Regions from separate parts of the Anas platyrhynchos genome. Here region 1 is linked to region 2. The links are chromatin contacts, called in public Hi-C maps. All regions are on one chromosome and are shown on one strand. The core of a region is the stretch at or near the end of the contact, and the rest is flanking DNA. Distances in the headings are between cores, read along the strand shown.

Region 1 (7,116 bases), core at 1,944-4,443, 180 kb before region 2:
ATAAAATAAAAATAAAATAAAACTCCCTCCTCACAACCGACCCGTCGCTGTGCGGGCGGCGCGCTCCAGCCCCGATTGCGGTCCGGGCGGCTGCCGGCAGCCGCGACGCGCAGGTTCCGAGCCCGGCCCCGCTCCGCCCAGCGCCGCCCTGCGCATGCGCGGGGCGCGCGCCGCGGCCGTTGGGGCCAACGGGCGGGGCGCGCGCGGGGCGGGGCTGTGAGGAGAGCCCTGAGGGGAAGGGGGGCGGCGGCGCCTCAGGAGCCTCGCCTCGTCCTGTAGTGTCTCCCCTTCAAGCACATCCCTTCATACATTCTCAATAAATATATATTTTTTTCTCACTTCTTCATTTTTATTTTTTTTGCATTCCCTACCTTGTTCTCCGCACTCCCCCCCCATTCGAAGCGTAGAGCCGTGTAAATTTTTCACACCGGTTGCAAACCCTTTTACGAATCCCACATGATGCTGACAGCGTACACAAACTTTCCACAAAAAATAATAAAAAAAAAGTTTTGTACACAAACTTTCCCTTCTGAGTTGCTTCTGCAGATTGCTCCCGACAGGCGCGTTTCACAACTCGTAGGAACTGTTAGCAAAAGGAGAGGATTTCGCAAGGATACCTTAGCTCTGTAAAAGCGCCTCCTTCCTAGGGTATCCAAACTGCTGATAATTTTGTTCAAATTTCCTTTCAGAAATACACGAAGCGTGGATATTTGTTATGCCACTGCTTTTGATGTAAAACCGACCCCTCTGTAATGCGTGAGGTGAGGGGAAGAGCGAGGCTCTGGTGTCCAGGATGATAACCTCTGCTCCCCATTTTAACGACAAACTCCAGGATTTGTTTATTCTGGTTGAGAAAAGAGTTTACAGACATGCTACATTTAGTTTTCTCATTAGTTTACCTTTCTTTTGTGCCAGTAACTGACTTCCACCAGACAAATTGACAGTGCATGGGGGGAAATTTTTAGCACTGAGGCTATGCGTGGGGCCACTCCTTTATATTGCGTGTATAAAAGAAATGAAACCCTTGTTGTTATTCAGGTTCCTTGCCACACCAGGAATAATTAGTGATTACCACATTATACTATGATTTCCCTGGCCTGGCATAATTAAAATAGTCTTTCCTGAGCACCAATTTTACTCTGGTAATAAAAGCCAGAGTACCTGCCTTGTATACAAAGTCATGCTTGGCTCTCTTAGAGAAAAAAAAAAATTGGTTTCTTCCCACAATTTTCTTTTGTCTTGTTATTAAAATCTTTTTATCTCATAGTATTATGTTTAGTAATCATAGTCAAACACAAAAACTTCACTTCTATCAAGCCCATATACGGACTGCTCATCCAGAAGAAGGTTATAATATATTTTAGGAAAATAGATGAATAAACTCATATACCCTTACTCAAAGCTTCTACTGAAATACTCCTTTTTCGACTTTTTCTACTGACCTTCCCTACAGTGCAGAATTCTCTGTTAATTTTATATTCATGCTTCACAACAGTACAATATAACTATGTGCAGTATTTGTTTATTTTATGCCACATAGTTAGCACGAAAATAACAACAGTAGATCTTTCTTTCCTCGATTATTATTATTATTGCACTGTAGGGATACTTCCCACAATAAAATACTTCCTCTGCAATAATAATAAAGGTAGCCTTTAGAGGGCAGCAAACCTCAGGCAATTACTGTTTTTTTTTTTTTTCAAAGTAAATTCTGAAAGTCTGCTTTAATGTGATTGTTCAGTCTTTAGAAAGTAACCTTATTAGATTTTATTACATATGTAAGTAGGGCAGAACCTTTTAATACAGAACTTAATAATACGGTGTTCGGGTTTGGGGTCCTCAGTGGAACAATATCAATACTGAAAAATATTGGTAAGCTGCCAATATTTTGGGAGCTGAGTAGCGAGCACCAAGATGGTCATGGGCTGGAGCACGTCCATGTGAGAGGCTGTGGGCACCAGGGCTCATTCTGCTGGGAGAAGGGGCAGCCTGCCAGCGCTGGCAAAGAAGACAGGGCCAGGCTTTTTGCCCAAGTGCACAGCGGGAGGAGAGGCTGTTGCCATACATTTAAAAGAAGGGATGTTTAGGGTAGGTATAAGGACAAGAATTTTCACCCTGAGGACAGTCAGGCCTGCAGAGGCCGTGGAATCTTCCCTCCATAGAGGTTTTAAAGACAGAGCCTCAGGCAACCTGAATTTAATAGTAACCCTGTTTTAAGAAAGATATTGAATTAGCAAACTTCCAGAGATCCCTTCCTATGATGCAATTTGTTGAAATAATATAAAACAATAAAATTAGGGTTTATTTTCCTATTGTAGGGCTATTTTGAATTAAAAAAAAAAAAAAAAAGTATCCTGAACAGAATTTTGATCTGTCAAGATTCTTTAGAACTGATTCTTTGACTTCTTCAGAAGCAATCAGACAGAGAGCTACTGAAGATGGTCACGCATCTGGCGAACTGATGTCCCACTGCATTCGGGTGGATGCTTGTTGGTAACTTGCACTCCTGCCAGAATCTCGGACACTTCACTAGTCAGATCAATGCTATAGCTAAGTGCAAAATGCAGAATTTTGCTCTTTACAAACCAAACTGTTTGCAGAAGCAGCACTTTAGCTTTAAGTAAACTGCGTTCCTAAATGCTGCTGGTGTTCTGCTGACACATCTGCACATTAGCAACTGCAAGGTTTCCAGAAGTTGTGCATACTATGCTAGTACGATTGTTTTTCTTTACACACAGAAAAGGGAGGAAAAAGAAAAAAGAATCACCAACAAAGTGGACATTCTGGTGGCGTGGGGATGTGTGACTGAGCATTGGTTGGTACGAAGAGCCCGTGTGGGACCTGGGAAGCAGTCCCAAACTAAAAAGTCTGTGCAAACAGAGCAACGCAGCAAAAAATGGATTTATATATTAGTTGTGAGTGGCATTTAACGCAGCTGGCAGGGAAAATTAACGAAAACAATGAACATTTTGCAGAGAAGGCGGCCCCTGCCCTCAGCTCCCTTCCTTCTCTGAGGACTACATTTCCCAGCGCGCCCCGCGCTCCCGCCGCCGGGACTACCACTCCCGTCATGCCCCGCGCCGCGCTGTGCCCACCCCACCCACCGCACTACAATTCCCATCGTCCCCCGCGCCGCAAGGCATGCCGGGCCGGGCGAGGGGGCGGGGCCCCGCCGCCTTCCACGCGGCCGGCGGGCGGGCGGGGAGCAGGAGGAGGCGGCGGCGGCTCCGCGGCGGGGGTTTTGCGACGCCGCTTTGCGACAGTGCCGTCAGGCGCCGCGGCCGTATTCCGCCGGGGGAGAGACCGGCTGGGTGCCGCCGGGCGGGCGGGGAGCGGGGCTGGGGAGGGAGGCGGGGGGCGGCCCGGGGCCTTCCTCCTCCTCCTCCTCCTCCTCCTCCTCCTTTTCGTCGTCTTCCTCCTCCTCCTCCTCCTCCTCGTCCTGCTGCCGGGGGGGCGGGGGGTGCGCGGCTGCCTGTGGGGGGGGGCAGCGGCGGCTGCTGCCCGGTGTGGTGGTGGCTGTGTGGGGGGGGGCGCCGAAGATGGACTATGACTTCAAGGTGAAGCTGACCGGCGAGCGGGAGCGGGTGGAGGACCTCTTCGAGTACGAGGGCTGCAAGGTGGGCAGGGGCACCTACGGGCACGTCTACAAAGCCAAGCGCAAGGACGGGTGAGTGAGGAGCCGTGTCTCTCCCCTTCTCCCCCCCTCCCCCCCCAGTTCCGTGCCCCCTCCCCATTTCTCACCCCATGCCCCCTCTGGGGTCCCTTCGGTCCCTCCCTGCCCGTCCCGTCCCCTCCGTGTGCTGACGGCTTTTGTGGGTCGCATCCCCGGCTGGAGGGGTGCTGGGGGATCGAGGAGGGCTTAAAGCGCTCAGCCCCGCTTTGCAGAGCGGGGAGCGGCTCCTTTTTTTTCTTTTACGGGGCTTTCCTGTCTGGGTTATCACTTGTAGGCACCATTTTAGGTGCTCTCGCAGGCTGCTGCTGGAGCCGCAGGCTGCTGGTCCTTGCAGGGCTCTCGGATGCGCTCAGGGCTCGTTTTTTGTGGCACTGCTTAGCACAGACTGGAGCAAACAAATTTCTCTGTGCGAATCCTGTAGAGAAAGACAGGGCGAACTGTCAGCCAGCTCCCACTAATCCCTGACATGGCACCAGAACAATAGCGAGTGGGAAGCAAAAGAAACCGGGGAGGCAGCGGCTGTGCTAACAGGTCCTAAATCCTGGGCTGCATCCACCCGTTATTGCGGGGAGCCTGGCGGCAGCGCTCTGTGCCCTGGCAGTGAAAGAAAGCCTCTTTGGGAAGTCTGGGCGTCATTTCTACCTTCGCTAAATAGCTGCCCGCAGCCTGCTTTAACTTCTCGCTGGAAATGGGAGCAGCTTCTTTCTCTGAAGCTTTCTCTCCAGCAGTGCTCGAGCCGTTGTCTGCAGCGGGACCGGCTGCGGCTTATCTCATCTGCTGATATTAATCGCAGCGCAGTTATTTCGGCGTGAATTGGGCTTGCTGCTATGAGTCAGCTAACCGCTGCTGCTCGCACGGGTTGCCTCGGAATCCTGCAGGCTGTGTACAGCAGTCGCTCCCAACTCGTCTGATTTCTTATTTATTTCATTCGGCAAAATTATCAGTCTGCTAGACGATGTTAGGGAGAGCGTGGTCAGAGTTGATGGCGGTGGTGTTATTTCCAGAAATTCCAGGGGAATGGGATCGTGTGCTTGAAAAGGAGAATTAGAGGGGGATTTGAAGCAGAATTTTTGTGTTCTCCAAGTGCATGTGATTTTTAAATCCTCTCTCTCCAGGAGGGTGGGGGAATCAAGATACGGTGTTTAACACCACTTTAACAGCAGTCTGCTGAGCTGCAATTACTGTCTCCTTTTTTTTTTTTTTTTTTTGCCTTATTGTTCCCTTAGTGCTTCCTTTCCTGCCCCTTTCCCTGCCAGATATGTGCAAACTCTCTTTCAAATATGCCTTCAGACAATCTCTGAAACATTTAAGACGTAGATATCTGCGGGTGTTTTTATGGCTTATGCTATAGCTGCACGTAGGTGATGCTGAATCGAATGGCTGGAATTAGGCTCGAGGTAAAAGATTCCATTTTGATTCCTGTATCAAAAAGAGAGAGATTGCAAAAGCAAACCCAGAATAGCAGTTCACTTTCCTGATAACGTGCCTGTTGCAGCGGTGGGTGGGTGAAAGGTAGAGTACCACGCTTGTGCGTTGTTATATGCCAGACAACGCTGTTTAAACACCCCCCAAACGTTTCATGCTGCCGGAGGAATAAACAACCTCCTCTTTTGGTCGAGCTCATGCAGCTCCAACTTTCTCCATGCGTTAAGCTGTTTGCTGTCTTCTGCTTGAACTCGCATTGTTTTTTTTCCTGTGAAGGAAAAAAAGCGTTTGCCTTGAACTGCATTATATAATTCTAAATCTTATTTAAAATAACACAAGTTCCATGTCTGTTAAAATGCATCACGTGTTTTAGGGTACTTTTGAAGTTGTACCTCAGGACTGCAAATGTTTTGTTGGAAATACTGAGGCTGCTCTTTCTGAAGTAACATTCTACTTGTGGGTGTGTAATGAACAGAACAATTACAGAGGAGAGCTGTGTTTGAGCAGTGCCGTTTGTGTGAATCTATGTCCAAAAGCTCTTGGTGATGAGGATCCAGGCTACGTGTCCTAGCCCGAGGAAGGTAACTGGATGTCCTCTGAGCTACAGGGGTTCTTCTTGGGGACAGGCAGGCAGCCACCTCATCTTCAGGCACTGAGAATGCTTTTAAAAGGAGAAGAGCTCTTGGGTGACCTGATGAGGGCATAGCCCAGCTTTTGGCCCTGCTCTGACACAACAGCTGCAGCCGTGCTGTGCCCTTTGCCATGAAGGGGGGCTTTGGGCCGGGCATAGTGTGTCGAGAACATCCAAGGGGAATCTCCATGCGCAGTTCCACAAGTGTTTGGTAGGTATTCAGGCCCAGTGCCTGACCCTGTTGGCCCTCACCAGCCTCAGTGTTACAGCTGAGCTCTGCATGGTGCCTTGCCCATGGCAAAACTGTGTGTGGTTCTCCACTTTTCACTCCAATTCCTTCTGTTAGGAAGTTTGTCGTCTCTGTGGCTGAAGAGAGCCTTCCTGGCTTTGTGTCGAGCAGCGCTGCCTCTCCGATCCATGCAGGACCTGCAGCAGGCTCTGAGATGAGCCAGGATGGTGTTAGAGCAGCAAGGGACAGAAGGCATCAGACTTTGGATCAAGAAACCGATCCTCTTGTGTCTGGTGGCACTGGGGCAGTTCACTTTTATTGTCTAGGGAGCTCCAGTTACTTCCTGCATAAAAATCTGCTTTGTGCGCCTCTGGGCGCTCAGCAATGTTGCTCAGCCCAGGTTTTAAAGCTGCCTGTTTGACTTACACAGGAACAGAAAAATACACCCGCATTTTTTAAGCCTGTTGGGCTGTCACAGAGACGTGAAGGGCTTTGCTTATTTAATTGACCGGATCCGACTCCTCCGAAGTTGATCAGGAACCGGCTCCCAGGTATTTGCTTTGGTGCACCAAAGCAGTGGGACGCTAGAGGGCTCGCAGGGGAAGCGTGGGCTCCCTGCGTGCTCCAGCACCCGCGGCAGGCACTTTGCTGTGCTGTCAGGCTCTGCTTTCTGTGCCAGTGGCAGCGAGCTAATACCTAAGCGGTGTCTCGTGTAATGGGATTGATCTTGCACCGTATTTTCCCTTGCTTCCCCTTCAGTTTTCAGCAGGCAGCTGCAGTCTGAAGTCGAGCAGGGATGCCGGTTTCGGTGGCGATTTGGAGCATTGCCAAATCCCTTTTTTTTTTTTCTGCTTATCGGCTGTGGTTTGGATGAGAGTAAGAAGCTATCGAGCGTCGCTCTTAGGCAACGTCTAGCTCTTTAATTACAACAGCCAAAAAATGATATAATTGAAGATCTCAGACTGGAGCGATAGCCCCCAGTGCGTTACTGGAAGCTAACGTGGAAGCTAAGTCGTATAAAATAATGAACAGCTTGGGTAAGAGGTGGTGATGCTGTAAAAAAATAATAAAAAAAATTAATTCAACATAGAAAAACCGTACAACCTGTTGTCAAAGGGGAAATGCAGAGGAGTCAAGACCCTTTGGTTGCTTGAGGGA
Region 2 (6,995 bases), core at 3,975-6,474:
ATGTATTGGGTATAAAGGACATTCAGTCTTGAATATTTAATTTTAACATACTGTTGGCAATTTTTGAAATCTAGAAGCACTTAGGCTCTGAGAATGGATCCCAGTCTGCCTTTTTTTTTTGTCTTTGTCTATTCTTTGCTTGGGAAAACCCTCTAATTCAATGCTTGTTTTCTTTTTCTTCCTGAACATACTGCTAGAATACAAAACTCATCAATAATGATGTGAAATGAAAAGTCTGAAAGCTTAATTTCGGCATATTTGTCTCCACAGGAATTCAGCTGAAAAAGGTGCAAGAACAACGCGAGCAAGAAGCAAAGCGAGAGCCTGTGGGCAATGATGTGGCAACCATCCTTTCAAGACGCATCGCCGTGGAATACAGCGATTCTGACGACGATTCAGAATTTGATGAGAACGATTGGTCAGATTGAACCTGCTCTAAGCACACTGGCAAGTTCGTGAAATACTTGGCTTCAGTGGTTGCTTTCTTAGCACGACGTAAAGCAGGATGTTGACATGTATTAAGGCTAGTGATTGAAGTGCTAAAATTGAGTTGGTATTATTCAGAATGCTGTAGCTTAGCAACTCTGGTAATAATGTGATTATGCTTATGCAGATCAGAAACTTGTCTTACTTTCAGTATTTACCGCATAATACTTAAGTGCCACTAAATGTAGCAAATCATGTGCTGCGTGCAAAATACGCTGCAGTTGTTGCACTGTTACAGAACCAGCATTTTATTTTACTTTCCTGATCTTAAGGGATAAAATATATTTTTTTGACTTTGCATCTTACTCTTTTAATTATGTAAACAACTTGGGTACTTGTGAATTGGTCTGCTTGTTAGTCTTTGAGGCCAGTTAACCGTATGACTGGGTGAAGTGCTGAGTTCCATAAACACACAACTTTTAGCTCTTTATTAGATGCTAATTATGCCCATGTTAAAATGCAGCAGACAGTAACTAAATACCTACTTAGTCTATTTTTAAGCACATCTGGGCTTAGTATTTTGCATACGGATTTAATTTTATATAACTCAACCTTTTTTAATATTAAAAATGTAGCAGATGATGAAACGTGTGCTTTGAAGAAAGACTCCACGTGATCCAAAATTAACTCGTTATGAGCCGACTGGACAAATTTGTAACAGTAATAGCCCTAGGTTGCTGCCTGCTTGTTGGGTAGAATGCTGGGAAGCCTCAGGTGGGTAGTGAATGTGTGTCGGTATTACAAAAGAGGGTTAAAACACCTGCACAGCTTTTCAGTTTTATGATACAGATCAACTGGACACAAAAATTTCAGGATAGACCCAACTGAAGCCACGTGGTTGTTGCAGTGTAGAAATGTTGTGCTGTTACTGCTGAGGAATGGAACTCTGCCAGTCTACATCTAGCAATCAGATACATTTCACAAGTATTAAACTCGGTCCTTATGCTTGTAGGTACAAATATTTGTAAATAAGTTTTGTTGGTTGATTTGTGTATGTATAGTCATGACAGATTGTTTTTGGTTTCCTGTAGCACATTTACTCAAAACTACCATTAATTTGAATGTATTTCTTTCCTAGTACATCGCATTTATGTAACAGTTATTGGCAGATAAAGCAGTTTTAATGGCTGTTTAGGTACTGTGCTGTCTGTGTGCATTCTTTTTCTCTTTCCCCTGGAACAGTTGCTGACATAGTCTGCTTCGGCTGTTTCCTTTAAAAGTAAATCATATTTTTTTTCTCAGTACAATACAGTATTAAAATGTTTTTTTTTTCTTTTGGACTGGGAGTAGGGCTGCTGCTTTGCCTAATGAGGCTTTTAAAATGTATTAATAAGAAGAGAAAGTTATTTCATTAACAGATTAATTTTAATCTTTGTTACAGAAGTCAGCGTAATTCCAGGTCTAAACATTTGGTAAAACACCTTTGTTCTGCGAGGCCCTGTCTGTTCTTAAAAATTACAAAGAAAAAGAGTATATAAAAATGAAAACAAATAAAATGAAATGGAAGATGATTATCTAACCTCTGTTTACACAATTAACAGTTTTTAGTCCTGAGAATGTAACAGCCTAACATGATGTTTGCATGCAAGCTGCTGGATATTTCATTGCTGTTGAACCTGCATATATTTTTTTCAATTTGTGATGGTTGTTTATATGGTAGGGTGGCAACGTGCTGCCTCAATGTTGATGTTAAAGATTTATCTTATAAAGTACAACCGATCTCTGCATAATGCAGTCTGCAACTACAGTTCCTGTTAATCAGTGGCAGCTGAAGGTACTCATCTCAGTTTGCTAGATCAGTTCTCGTCTTTGCCTTAAATACAAAGCTGACTTTTTGCTTTATTTTGTGCACTGGAGTCTGAGGTCTGCGTGTCCACAGAGGCCGTAGCTTGATGATGGTTTCATTAATGCACGAGGGATGGTTCATCCTGATCATAACGACGCACTTGCATGGTGGCTTGCAAAATGGTTCTCCAGATGAGTCGGATCGAGGCGCGACTCAGACTGCAGTGTTACGCTGCTGTACAGGTGGGGAGAGCACTCAGTATTCTTTTACTATGCGTTGAAATATATCAGCAGAAAATTCTTTCCATTCTCCTGAAGTTTGATATGACAGAAGATTTATTTTATGAGCACAGAGGCTGGGTGTATCTGAAATTTTGTAATTTGTTGTTTTTAAATAATAAACGTTAAACAAGCAACCAGTTGTGACCGGTTAAGGTGGTGTAGATTTTTCAGTCTTAGTAGCCAACCTGTTTTTCTGAACCTGCTATGTTGTCATTTTCCTTTCAGTATTAATTAATAAAAATGTGAATTTAGTGATGTAAACTAACATTCTAGGCTCTTTTTATCAGTTTTATCATACTTTGGGTTGTGAATAAGTAACAGATATGAATAAAATCTCACTTTTGAGCCTGTCTTTCTTTCCTTAGATTACTAAGATTTTACCGTTAAACGTCATCCCTTTGTTGAATAACAGAAATGAAAATAGAACACTTCTAAATGCTGTCTGTGATCCCAGGAGCCACAGTTTTATTGGGACATAGGCCAGAGTCTGCGAATACAGACTTCATTAAGGCACTGCTGTGCCTAACTAATGTTTTTTTCCTAATTCACTTTTGTTTTCTTTTCAACCTGGATTCAAACTCTGAGTTACAGTTCTTGGCTGGTGTATACAGGTATTAATTTCCCTACAGATAGGTTAATTTTTTTTAGGGAAACATTAAGCAGCACCTTGGCTCTCAGAGAGAACAGGGCAGAACATACCAATGGTATTAATAAGCCCCTTTCCCCCCACCTTTTTTATAAGGAAGAGTCTTTGTAGATTAATGATACCAAGCACACTACTGTAAAATGCAAGGCCATGTTTGCCTCCTACAGAGCATTTGTAATTAAATTTTTTAATCGAGTTAAAACCTCACATGGTAACAGGATAAGCTTTTCTATCATGATGGGAAGAACTCACATAAAACTATTGAGTAACCTAGTAGCCTAACTGCAAGTTAAACAGATTATTTGTGCATTTTAAACTTGGTTGTTCCCTGGAAAAATGAATTCATTTTTACTCAGAACTGAAAATTCCGTCCTTCTAGTGCACATTTTTTTCTCTGATTTGAACTTAATTCAGGTAATTGAGAGCAGAGACACCAGTTCTAAATACAAACTGAATATATGGACTTGCAACTCTGATTCAAAGGCTCATTTAGTAAAGCCAGCTGATACCAGTATTTAAACACGGTAAATACTCATGTATCAGTTGGACTGATGATTGACATCACTCAGCTTACTGTTCTCTACAGCTTTTATGGCTCTTTTTGGATATTAAATATTATTTAATATTTTGAATGTTAAAGAGTATTTCCCTGCAGCTAACCTGACAGACCAGTTGGATTGTTGGTTTTTCAGATTTCTCAGAACCAAGATGAACTGAATGGAGATCTTTATTGTAAGAGAGGTGCATGCAGTTTCAGAACAAGCTCAAATCTGATCCAAGTTTGCGGTGTGTGAATTGATTCAGCAGGAAAGGAAGAGTCCTTGTTGGAAAATCTGTTTTTGGGATGTATTTTTCAGGTGCTGCCTCATCACGTGCTGGGCATTGTTTTTAAGACGAAAGAGGTGTTCCTTTCCACTTGACACAACACACCTAAAGAGTGCAGCGAATGTGTTACTTTAAAACATCAACGTACGCTGAAGGGGGTATAAACCTGCAGATAATGGAAATTCAATGCCAGTCTTGCGGCTGAGAGCCATGCAAAGATTCCTCTGAAAACTACACAGAGCTCCAACCTGGTGGGGTCAACTCTGGGGAAAGTTTCTTGCCCTTTGGAGGGCAGCCGGGCTGCCTTGTTAATTCTGAGCGAGTTTGAGGGGTTTCTGCTACAAGTACTTAGGGATGTGCACACACACACGTGTACAAGGAGCTTCTGCAGCATCTTGATGCAGCTTTGTGTTCAGGTACTGAAGCATTATCAATGTGCCTGGCGATGTACGGGGATGGAAATAAATGATCCCTGCTGGAAGCCCTCAGGCCCTGGCATCAGCCACAAAAGAACGAGCAGAGCTTTGGGCAGGTTGTTCAATGAGGACTTGAAAGGAAGTGTGGGGACTTAGAAGGACTTGCTGTAGGTTTCCAGTCAAACATCTTTCTTTCAAGAGGGGAATAGAAAGAAGGGGAACACTGGAAAGAAAAATGTTAAGTGCAGGACAGGGAGAAGGAATTTTGTATTTGCCTTCTTTAGCTGGAGGCAGTGATTGCTCACGCGCTATCCAATATCTTCACATCTCTCTGGAGCTGTGAGTTCTTGTCCGGGTGATGCGGGTGCATGCTTGTACGTGGGGGAAGCAGTCTCAGATGTTTGTGCCGGGCTGGTGTTTTTTTTCAGTGCCGTAAGAAAACAAGTAGCCTTTAAGACTCTTAGCTAAATATAGTAGTCTCTGGAGATTAATCCTTAATGTCGCAGATAAATAAAGAAGTTCTTATCTGATTAGCTGGAGCAGGAGGGACTCGTGCTCTGCGCTCCTGGGGAGGCCACATGCAAAGTACTCCAGGGATTAGGGCTGAGGGCAGCCGCTCCTTAGAGGTCTGAGCAGCTTGGTGTCCTCTGCGTGGTGTGACAGTGCTGCTGAGTGCCTCGGAGGGACACACAGCTGCCGTCCCGCTCAGCGCTCACTCACACCAACGTGATGCAGGGGAAGGGAAGGAAATGAGGGTTGGGAATCTGGCGAACCTACCCTAAAGCAATAATCCTGGGCTGTCCGTCCCAAGTGTCTGTGAGAGCAGCTCTAGGAAGCAGGAGTCCCACAGTGTGTGCTGAGGGATGTGGCAGAGCTCACCTCGCTAGCTTTCCTCCAGTTCTCATGGAAGCTGTGATGCCTCGCAATGGCAGCCAACTGATTCATTCTTCATTCATTTTTCAGGGTAATTCTGCTGCTAATGCTTTGTTTCTGTAGTAAATTTTCTAGTAAAAACTTCCTAGTCCCTTATCAGTTACCTTTCTCTGACTTGAGTTGCCTGCAGCTCTTGCTTTTCACCCTTAAATTGGATGCAGTCGCCAACCCTTGCAGCATTACCTTTTGCTTTTCTGAAGTTACTAGTCCACTGCTGATTTTCGCCAGCAGCCTGTCCCTCTGCACCATTCTCTTTTCTTCCTTCTGGTGTTTTGTTTTCCTTCCAAATTTAGCGTACTTCCTAAAACTTTTTCTTAGGCTGGTTTCAAGCAGCAGCCTAAACCGCTTCTGATTTCCATTATGCTGTGGATGTTGCTTCTGCATTTGGGCAAGAAGAATTTTCTTCTGTGTGTTTCATGTTCTTCAAAGGGCAGCCAAAGGGAGGTGGTTGCACACCGATGGGCAGCAGAACCCCACCACAGCCCGTCTCTCCTTGCCCCTCAAAAGAAGAGGGAGAGAAAATATGTTGGAAAAGGGCTCAAGGGCCAAGATAAGGACAAGGAGATTGCTCACCACTTACTGTCATGGGCAAAACACTCAGTGTAAAGGAGCTGCAGCGTGGAGATCTGCTCCATGTGGGACCCATGGGCTGCAGGGGGACAGCCTGCTCCACCAGGGGCCTCTCCACAGGCCGCAGGGGAACTGCTGCTGCCTGCCTGGAGCACCTCCTGCCCTCCTGCTGCACTCACCTGGGGGCTGCAGGGCTGCTGCTCTCTCAGCTCTCACCCCTCTCTCCCAGCTGCCGTAGCTCACCAGATTTTTCCCCCCTTTCTCAATCTGCTCTCCCAGAGGTGCAAACATTGTTCATGGCTCGGCTCTGACGCGGGGCAGTTTCTGGATTCTTCTCACAGAGGCCACCCCTGCAGCCCCCACTACCAAAACCTCGCCACATAAACCCAATACACATGTGAAGTGCTATGCTTCGGTTTCTAATTTGAAATACTGACATACACTCAGCTTTCCATTATTTATAAATGTCAGTGGTTCCTGGGAGCATTTGGAGTTTACTCAAAATCTATGGCTCCTGCTGGTTGCCTCATTGCTTCTCTCGGTGATGGATCGCTGGCTTCCTTCCACTGTTGAAAATCACCACTGTGACATATCACAAACCTTTTTTTTACAAAGATACCCAAGATCGCCTTCTTTGTACCCACCTAACTTACATAAGACAAATTCTTATCTGAAAAATAAAGTTGTATTTTATCTCATCCTCCGTATTCTCTTCAAAACCCCTAGCGGCTGTCAAGTCACCCTTTGCTTTTTAAATGATTTAAGAGCCATCTCCATTCTTTAAGTTGACATAATCTGTCTGGAAAACTGAATTTAGGCCTACCACATGCTCCAAGTGAAGGGCATTCCACCCCTCTCCTCTGCTGCCCCTCCTGACCTATATTCCTCGATACGTTTCTAGAATTTGTATGAATTATTTATACGGCTTGATAGATTTACTTCATTCTTTGCTGAAAGAGATAATAAATCCTCACTTTGGGGATTTCTAAATCTTGTTAAAATACACCAAATTGGGAGGCAGCTGCTAACAGCTACGGTTGTTTGCGATGAGA

Evidence for each region. A called contact is a pair of places that touch in the nucleus more often than the background predicts.
Region 1: a contact with region 2 is called in a Hi-C map of F1 follicle, with 4 times the contacts expected there. The contact joins the promoter of CDK8 here to the enhancer-like site in region 2. A contact is called at or near these places in 3 of 8 Hi-C or Micro-C datasets (F1 follicle, skeletal muscle and subcutaneous adipose tissue).

The regions. Positions count from the first base shown.
Region 1 is chr1:186,218,185-186,225,300 of IASCAAS_PekinDuck_T2T, reverse strand. CDK8 (cyclin dependent kinase 8) reads left to right here and starts at 3,193. Exons shown (of 13, transcript XM_027469486.3): 1 at 3,193-3,667. The coding sequence starts at 3,540. It overlaps RNF6 (ring finger protein 6), which reads right to left and starts at 172. Exons shown (of 5, transcript XM_027469477.3): 1 at 42-172.
Region 2 is chr1:186,040,855-186,047,849 of IASCAAS_PekinDuck_T2T, reverse strand. WASF3 (WASP family member 3) reads left to right here. Exons shown (of 11, transcript XM_027469517.3): 11 at 271-2,898. The coding sequence ends at 428. Among named protein-coding and RNA genes, the nearest start is that of GPR12, 32 kb to the right of the region's middle. Within about 2 kb of position 5,224, at least 1 of the 8 cell types and tissues checked has an H3K27ac peak or open chromatin away from gene starts, as enhancers often do.